Regions from separate parts of the Mus musculus genome. Here regions 2 and 3 are each linked to region 1. The links are chromatin contacts, called in public Hi-C and Micro-C maps. All regions are on one chromosome and are shown on one strand. Each heading gives the region's core, a stretch centred on a gene start, on an enhancer-like site or on the middle of the called end of the contact. The rest is flanking DNA. Distances are from core to core; before and after follow the strand shown. Region 1 holds the start of Gabrg3 (gamma-aminobutyric acid (GABA) A receptor, subunit gamma 3). Region 2 holds the start of Gabrb3 (gamma-aminobutyric acid (GABA) A receptor, subunit beta 3). Region 3 overlaps Gabrg3 (gamma-aminobutyric acid (GABA) A receptor, subunit gamma 3).

The links. A called contact is a pair of places that touch in the nucleus more often than the background predicts.
Region 2: a contact with region 1 is called in a Micro-C map of embryonic stem cells, with 2.3 times the contacts expected there. The contact joins the promoter of Gabrb3 here to the promoter of Gabrg3 in region 1. A contact is called at or near these places in 1 of 484 Hi-C or Micro-C datasets (embryonic stem cells), 1 of 115 datasets of contacts at active chromatin or transcription factors (embryonic stem cells) and 1 of 9 other capture datasets (adipose tissue).
Region 3: a Hi-C map of cerebral cortex shows a contact between it and region 1, with 3 times the contacts expected there. The contact joins the enhancer-like site here to the promoter of Gabrg3 in region 1. A contact is called at or near these places in 2 of 39 promoter capture datasets (hippocampal neurons and stem cell-derived epiblast-like cells) and 2 of 484 Hi-C or Micro-C datasets (cerebral cortex and nephron progenitors).

Annotation. Positions count from the first base shown.
Region 1 is chr7:57,385,815-57,388,726 of GRCm38.p6, forward strand. It overlaps Gabrg3 (gamma-aminobutyric acid (GABA) A receptor, subunit gamma 3), which reads right to left and starts at 1,401. Exons shown (of 10, transcript NM_008074.3): 1 at 907-1,401. The coding sequence starts at 959. It overlaps Gm9962 (predicted gene 9962), which reads left to right and starts at 1,458. Exons shown (of 3, transcript NR_033504.1): 1 at 1,458-1,580.
Region 2 is chr7:57,589,670-57,592,581 of GRCm38.p6, forward strand. Gabrb3 (gamma-aminobutyric acid (GABA) A receptor, subunit beta 3) reads left to right here and starts at 1,504. Exons shown (of 9, transcript NM_008071.3): 1 at 1,504-1,686; 2 at 1,812-1,903; 3 at 2,102-2,169. The coding sequence starts at 1,607. It also overlaps a transcript of Gabra5 not described here.
Region 3 is chr7:57,242,789-57,245,700 of GRCm38.p6, forward strand. All of the region lies in intron 3 of Gabrg3 (gamma-aminobutyric acid (GABA) A receptor, subunit gamma 3), which reads right to left. Among named protein-coding and RNA genes, the nearest start is that of Gm39017, 58 kb to the right of the region's middle. Within about 2 kb of position 1,448, at least 6 of the 459 cell types and tissues checked have an H3K27ac peak or open chromatin away from gene starts, as enhancers often do. A contact at or near this core is called in cerebral cortex and hippocampal neurons, where this site is marked.

The sequences.
Region 1 (2,912 bases), core at 151-2,650:
TCAGGGATAGCTCCTTTCTAATTTGCTTTCTAAGCCAGGGAATTGAGAAATGTCAAAACAAGTGTGTTCTGGGAATGGGGTGTCCTCCAATTCCTAGGGTGACAGTTGGGGAGACAACCAGGAATTTCCAAAACTCAGGTTAGTTCTGCAGGAGCTAATCAGAGCACCAATCTAGGAGGTGGAATTAAACCATGTCAGCATCTCTAGTTGTGTTTATGGCAACAGGCTTTAACCCTTCTGGTGCCACTGTCCTTCTTCTGAGCCCTTCTCTGTCTGCGGGGTGAATCTTCTGTTAGCTGACTGGTGCTGGTTTGGGGTATTCACAGTGAGATAATTTCTTACAGCTTCAAGAAGCTTCCATGTGAACCGCAACCTGATTCTTTAATAGAGATGGGGTGCTTGTGTGTGCTGCTGTAGGACCTGGAGAAGAAGCAGGGCTCTTCCTGACCACCTGCCCCAGCCCCCTCCACTTTCCTCCTGCAAATTACCTCTTCTGTAATCTATATAGGGTGGTTGAGAAAACAGAATTCCTGGGTCCGGAGGTTTCTTTTCAGTGCTGGAACATATAGAGTGTTAACCAATGCATGTCAGAAAGCCCTTGGATAACTGATGAGAAAGATAAGGCTACTGCCTCATCATTTTGATTTCCCAAGTCCCTTGAAACCACCACATCCTATAATCACCCAAACAGTCCCCACACAAACCGGCTTGCAGAGGGCTGTGGCGGCCTTGGAGCTGAGGTCTGGACCTGGGGGAGACCTACAGGTGAGGAGGTGAGGTGCGGGAACCTTCCCTCTTCTGCAGCCCAGTGGACGGCGCGCACCTGGGACTGGCGGCCGGCAGACGGCGCCCCCCGCCGCCCTTCCGCCCCCGCCGGCCTCTTGGAAACGCCTGGGAGCCACTTACCGAGCATGCAAGCCCGAGAACAGGCAGAGGAGAAGCAGCAGCTTTGCAGCCATGGCTCTCCGGGAGCGGGTCCGAGGCCTCTGCAGGGCTTGGTCTCTACTTGCTCCGGCGCCTACTAGACTCCCACGGGCTGCAGCGCCCAGGGTTCTGCGGACTGGGAGGGACAGGTGTCTGCTCCGAGCGCCGCGTCCCCGACGGTCCGGCTCTGCGGGGCGCACACGAGCTGGGGTGCGTCCGCTCTCGGGAGCGATCAGCACGGGGAAGGGGGGGCAGCAGGTGGCCGGGCACCCTCCTCCCGCAGCCCGAGCCCCCCACCTCCCGGGCCGGCTCGGGGCTCTGCGCTGGGGCAGCTGCGCTCCGAAGCGTGGCGGGAGGTCGCGGTTGCCTCGGTGGTGCCCGCCGGCCGCGGCGGGGAGGAGTTTCCCCAATTAACACGCTTGGCAATGCCAGGCGAAGGCAGCGAGGTTTGAATGGACTCGGAGTTGGGAGGTCGGGAAGGGGGCGGGGCTGGTGGGTGGGAAGGAGAGCTTGGGGATCCCGCAAGGAGGCGCAGAAGGGGCCTGGGGACTGGCCCGTGTCATCGATGGAGTCATGGGCACTGGTAGTTTTACTGCAGCGCACCCACCCTGCTTGTCCCCTGTGCCGTGTGCCTTCTCTTAGGGACGCCATTGCAAGTAAGTGAGATGGTTTGCCAAAAGGCGATCTTCTCTAGGGTGGTGCTTGCTTACCTGAACTCCCCCTGGTGCTCATAACTGTGGCTTGCTGGGGAAGTCCCAACAATGTCCCCTTTTCGCAGAAAAGAGAGACTAAAACACTATCAGTAATTAGTAGAAGTGAAATGTTTAAGGCCAGAGAGAAGGCACCGGAGCCAGAAAGCAAAGGACCCTGTTGGATGGGACTGACGTTATTTTCATGTTCCAAACTGAAATTGCTTGTTTTTATTTGTAGGATCGTTTAGAAAGCTAATCTTTTGGCATGCAAACATTAACTTCAACACAAATAGGAATTTTACTTCCATAATTAAAAAAAAAAAAACCTTAGAAATATATTTTCAACTACTAATCATAGACACGACAGTTTCGTTAATACTGGATGCTATAAAGTACTTCCCTTGCAGCCAATTTGCCACCATCATTATAAGTAGCTATGCCTGCTTGCAGGAATGCATCAAGTTTGGGCCTGTGGATTGCTGGCTTTCTTTCACAGAAGGAGGGGTTGGGAAGGTCATTGGATCCTCACCTGATGTCTAAACACTTCTCCCAGTCATTTCTTTGCAATTTTGCCCCCCATTGCCAATAGTCTGTGTCTAGGGGAAGGAGGTACTAGAACACATAGGCTTGGAAAAACTAGAGCAAGGAGATGAAGAGACCATTAATCATGTTAAGTGAAGTTGTTTTGTGAGCACCCAAGATCCTGTCAGCAACCTCTTACCTCTGTAGGGTATGGCCAATAAACTCCAGGTCCACAGGCTAAACTGTGTGGGGGTGAACACTGTTTTGTTGTTAGGGCCCAGGAGGAGGGTGTTGACAATGCTCCTATCTCCCCAAGAGAAGGGATTTTAGAAACACTGACAGTAAGCTTTTTCATAAAATACAGAGAGAAGCAGGTTGAAGCTCTTGGGAATTCCCTCCCTTGTCTCTAGATTCTCAGGTTAAGAATCGTAAGCCTGCTGGAGGCTGGAGGCTTTTCTTGATAATAGCATTGCTTTTAACTAAGGATTGTGCTATCTTGGTTAATCCCAGGCCACTGCCTTCTTCCTGTGTCACCCAGCTCACCCCAATCAGGACATTTTTTTATCACCCCTCTTTACCTGCACTTATATAAGTCTGAATGCCTATGTCCCATGGAGATTCCTAACAGCCAACACCTACCTTCCTTCTTGAAGTTTCTATCAAACTCTCCTTCATCTCTAATTTCTGTACCATACAAAGGAACCCTTCAGAATCTAGTCAAAGGATGGTGCACAAGCATCCTGAGTCTCTAAACAAATGCAATCATGACTCAAA
Region 2 (2,912 bases), core at 254-2,753, 200 kb after region 1:
TTAAAATTAATGCACACATAAAAAATGCCAGCTTGAGAATAAAAGTCTAGATTTAGATATTTACCTACATTAATCTGGTAACAGAAAAAAAAAAGATATAGGAGAAAAAAACCGAGCCAATACTGGAAAATAGTCATATATTACTATGCACTCACCGCATCCTGGACGCCTAAACTAAAGAAATTAGAAACAGACCTGATTTGTGGGGCTCCCTGTTTGACGCATGGTTTAACTATAGAAAAACAGGCAACCCGTGTCTACAGGAGAGTAGGCACTCCTTAGGTGTACAATAGTGACACACGGGTGGGGCAAGCACCAGTGGGTGTACTCTAGTGATGTACAGGTGGAATGTGCACTAGCGAGTGAACAGTGGCGATATAAAATCAGAGTGTGTACCAACTGGTGCTTGTTTTTGACCAATATTCCAGCAGTTTTCTAATGACTACTAAAGAATGGAGTCCTGTCACAAGGAAAACAAAGATATTTACCTTCAAATAAGGGTGGATGTATCTGGTCTGCACCAGAAAAGGCACATTATTTCTCATCTTCATAATGACAAGCTAGGGTCTCTTAAGTGTGGCTTGAATTGCAGTTTTTCGACAAGATTTCTCTTTGCGGTTCATTATGAATGCGTTTATGTGAGCAGGAAGGATTCGGCACTCACTTGGTTTTGCAGGAGAGGCACAGCTTAAGGAGACTGCTTTTCATAGTCATATTTGATAAATAGATAATCTTGCCGCCATGCAAAGGGCTGGAAGATGGGTCAGGCGGGAAAGCCCGCGGGTGGGGGTAGGGGCGGGGTAGGGGGAGGCGGGGATCCCCACGTCGCCGTTGGTTCCTAGCTCAGTGACGGTAGAGTGGAGCAGTTCCCACTCAGGTTAGGCTAGAGGAGCAGCGCCATGTGCTCCGGGCTCCAGGCCCTGCTGCTGCCAATCTGGCTTTCCTGGACCCTGGGGACGCGAGGATCTGAGCCCAGCAGGTGAGGATGAGGCTACCTCAGAGCTCTGCAGCTTGGATCCGGACCAGGCAGAGCGCCAAGGCTCGGTGTGAAGCCCACTGGCTCTCCCGCTGAGCAGGGCGGGGGTTGAAGGTGGAGGGTGGGATAGGGCGAGGGATGTGGAGCACTTCCTATGTCCCTGGTGCCGGTGCGTTGCACTCCGGGCCCCATCCTTCGCCCGGCCGTTGCAAGCTCTGAGGACTTGGCTCCGTGGCCCATCCCCCGCCCTGCAAGGCGCCACGCAGTCGTGGCCCTCGCCCGCAGTGTCCAGCGCGGATCTGCGGCCGCACGCAAGCCCTTCCCCGGGAGTCCGGTGCGGCCGCTGCCGCGGCTTGGGAGGGCGCCGGCGCCCCGGAGCGACCGCGGACCCATAGGGGGCGGGTGCTGTTCTTGTCCGGCTCCGCCCCCGCCTCCGCCCGCCCAGCGCACCCGCGCCAGGGCTCCTCCCTCCCGGCCCGCTCCTCCCCCCTGCTCTCCTCCCCCTCCCCCTCCGCCTCCTCCGCTCCGGGCCAGCGCGGCGGCGGTGGCGGCAGCAGCAGCAGCAGCCCCGGCTGCGGGTCGCGACGGCGGCGGGGCGCCCCCTCCCCCGTGCCGGGGCGCGGCGAAGGGATGTGGGGCTTTGCGGGAGGAAGGCTTTTCGGCATCTTCTCGGCCCCGGTGCTGGTGGCGGTGGTTTGCTGCGCTCAGAGGTAGGGTCGCTGGTGGGTTGACGGGAAGCGGGCCGGGCGCGAGCTGGCGCGCTGTGTGCGCGCCGGGCGCTGGCGGGTGAGCCGCTGCCTGACCCTGTTCTCTGTGCCATGTGCCCCTCCTTCAGCGTAAACGACCCCGGGAACATGTCCTTTGTGAAGGAGACGGTCGACAAGCTGTTGAAAGGCTACGACATTCGCCTGAGACCCGACTTCGGGGGTAAGTGGGATGCGCGCGACCGCTGCGGGAAGCGCGATCCACCGTGTTGGCGGTCTGGGTGGAGAGGGAGGCGGGGGCGGCCTCCGCGGAGCTGCAGCGGGGTGGGGTGGGTGGTCCTTTGCGAACCCCCCAATCCTCAGAGCCACCCGTACCCCCTGCTGGAGCCTGGCTGATCACGGTGTGCTGCGCTTCCCGCAGGTCCCCCAGTCTGCGTGGGGATGAACATCGACATCGCCAGCATCGACATGGTTTCTGAAGTCAACATGGTGAGTGCCTGCGCTTCCCCAAGCTGTCCCAGGCCCTATCCGGCCGCCTGGGCCCATACAAATCTCCCCTGTTGGGCTGGAGGCCCGAACCGGCCTTGGCTTCCTGGCCCGCAGGGGAAGCCGCGCTCTCTGGCGTTGGGCTCCTGCCCGCCCTGTTCCCTGCACGCTCGTGGGCGCCGGGCCTGTCGCGGGGTCCTAGACTGGCCCAGAGTCCGGATCCTCAGCGCTACCCGATGCACCCAGGCATTTCAGGAGAGCTGTCACCTGGTCGCGAGGCTTCCAGAGTGCTTTCTCCCTTCCCTTAGCAACAGGCGCTGAGCGCTGTGAAGAGAGACTGGGTGTGGGGGCGGCTTGCATCCCCAGGTGAAAGGTACTTAGGATTTCCTTTGTTGTCATTTGGAAAGAGCTGCGGATCGCAGGAGAGAAGAGCAAGTGGTTGTAGTATGTGTCTAGAGGCTTCTTTGGTGGGTGTCCCAGCCTCAGCCTCTGTTTAGAGGCCCGGCTTCCTCCGCCGGGCGCTGTCCTAGGTGCTGACGGATCCCTGACCCGCGCTCTGGAGGGAGGCTTTGCCTGGGCTCTGGAAGATTGGCATTCCAGTGTCAGGGTTTATGTATGTGCTGACAAGAGTCAATATTCTGACATGTGGAAAGAGGAGATCAGTAGCCCTACAGGCTGAGACGGTGCTCCCCCTCCCCCCTTAATGCGCCAGAAAATAAGTAGCTAAGTGATGCCTTGACTTTAGG
Region 3 (2,912 bases), core at 198-2,697, 140 kb before region 1:
ACACGGACTAACACCTGTCTCTAGATGACATTCAAATTTACTGATAAGTTGGAAGGAAATGAACTCTATATTTTAATTTATTTTCAATAATACATTTTATTCATTGGCAGTTTTATACATTCATTCACTATGAATTAAACAGATGCATCCACTATCATCTCTGTCAAAGCCCCTAGTGCTCCAAGCACATCTCCCTTCCAACTTTATTTATTTTTAAAATTTTTTTTTATTTTTTTTTATTCATATGAGTACACTGCAGCTGTCTTCAGACACACACTAGAAGAGTGCATCGGATTCCGTTACAAATGGTTGTGAGCCACCATGTGGTTGCTGGGAATTGAACTCAGGACCTCTGGAAGAGCAATCAGTGCTCTTTTCTACTGAGCCATCTCTGCAAACTGCCCTTCCAACTTTATGTCTTCTTTTGAAAAACTGAATAATCCAAAATCCAGTTTGTGCAGCCCTAGAACACATGGGCACAGGGTCATCCACTGGGACATGAAAAACTACTTCTTCCTCACCAGACTATCAACTGCCAATAGCTCTTCCAATAGGAACGGGGCTCTCAAGTGCTCCTCCCTGGTCTGTACTGGCTTGATCTTGTGCAGAGAAGCACAGGGACTATGAACAGAAGTGTGACTCCCACCACTAAGAGCTCAAAATCATTTATACTCAGCAGTTTGATGAGTTTTAAGCCTCTAGAGTAGCCACTACCCACTGCAAATAAAGAAGCTTTGGTGATCAAGGTCGGGAGCAGAAGAGCTCTTAATTTTCTACATAAAATATAATTATAAAGAGTAATCTATGTCTCAGGTTCTTTCCAGAAAATAAGTGAAGTCTGTGCACAGGCCTCTTGATGATTACAAGGTAAACACTGGTGCTATAGTCATGTTTTGTCTAGAGACCCCCATCTTAAAACCATTTCTGCTACACCCCTACAGGCCTGTCATCAGCATCCACAATGCTCAGTTCTTACACCAGACAATCCCAAATCTGTCCCCAAAAGAACAGATGAGCTCAGAGCTCCTAAACAGAAAGTGAGTACCAGGTCTACTGGATGCATGCATGACACTTTCACCTCTGTCCTGACAAGGTACTGCTGAGGGATAAAGCCCTCTGATCATCCTTAGCAGAGCTAAGGCTGGGGCCTCTAAGGCAATTGGGTTGTACAAACATTTGTAGAATTAAATGATCATCATGAGGGAAAAGCTCATGGAAGTGGGAACCTGGTTTTATATATTTGTGTGGAACTACCTCCCGTGTCTGTGTGAAAGAACATCTTGTTATGACTTAGGGGAAGCAAATGGTCTGTATTTTGCTGGGAACTATACGTGATGAGCTAAAGCATTTGTGAATGCAAGAACCCATAAGCTGCCAGGACGGCCATATGGTAGCTGCTCATCACGTGTGCTGATGCAGGCCAAGCTGAAGTGCTGAAAGGAATGGGTTGCTGTGCCAGTGGAAAAGGGAGGTGGCCCTTCTGGGAGAGTCCAAAGACAGGCTGGGCTCAGGCTATGAAACAGAGCCACACCTGAAAGAAAGAGTGGGTATAAAGGAAGATGGCAGAGGAGACAGCCAGGAAGCCAAGGACAGGCAGACTATGTGTGGGGTCTAGGGATGCTCCTGTCCTTTGCAAAGCTGGAGGCTCCACGGGAAACCTCCACAGCATCTGCAGAAAAATTTCTCACTTACCAAAATGGAAGCTGAGGGGGTTATCCTTGTCTCCTGATTAGTGTTGCTCGCTGAGAATTCAGAGTAAAACTGTGGTGAAGAGAACTGTGGGACATTCTTACACACTGTGAACTATGTGATTCTGGAAGCAAGAACAACCACTATAGCACTCACCACATCCCTCCATAGCGACCAAGGACACACATCTAAATTTCAAAGCTTCAATTTTAAACATGTGATACAAAAACCAAAACAAAATTAAAAAAAATTTTTTAAAAACTCATAACAACTATAACAACAACAATAAAAATGCATTAACAGCCTCTGAGGTTGAGAACATCTATGCTCTGGCTGGACTTGACGTCCAGAGACCTGCTCCATGCTTATAGAGATGGGCAAGTATGCACACACTCATGCCTGACACTTCTTCGCAGCTTGCACATTCCTTATATGAAGAGTTTGGGAGCAACGACATTTTAGATTCTTGCAGACTCAGCAACCTTTGTATATCAACAATGAGAGCTCACTTACAGACTTGAAGGTGATTTGATACACCATTGTTAATATATCTCTTTGGCTGTGATTGGTGGCATATGTTACATGTGTAATTTCCTGCACAGAATATTGAAACAGTACTTAAAACATTTCTGGTTTAGGAACATTTCAATATTTTAATTTTTAATTAGTTTCAGATTGAGTATTTGTTCAACTGATATGTCTTAGTCAGCATATAGACAGGCATGGTGCTGGAGGAATAGCTGAGAGTTCTATATCTGGATTGGAAGTCAGCAGGAAGAGAGAGACACAGGGCCAGGCCAGTAGCACCACTCCCTAAAAACCAAACATTCAAACGTATGAGCCCATAGAGGCCATTCCTATTCAAACCACCACACCATACTACAGGAGACCTATAAGATTCATGTCTATCCTCAAAAAAATCAATCACCCTATTAATCCCTTTATTAACAGAGGTACTTGGAATGTGCCATACAGAGCTGAGCCCATCACTACAAACAGGATAATACAAGACCAGCCAACTCCTAGGCATTGCAAAAGTTAACAATAAAATGTCATTTTAAAAAAGTTGACAGTGGGAGACACAAATGTGGTGGACAAGCTGTACTGTTGGCTTGCAAATTTCTGCTTATTAGAGTATAAAGACTGTACTGAGTAATACATGGAGGCCAAAGCTTTCATACACATTTGTAAAAAAGAAGAAAAATAAAACACAAGGTATAGAG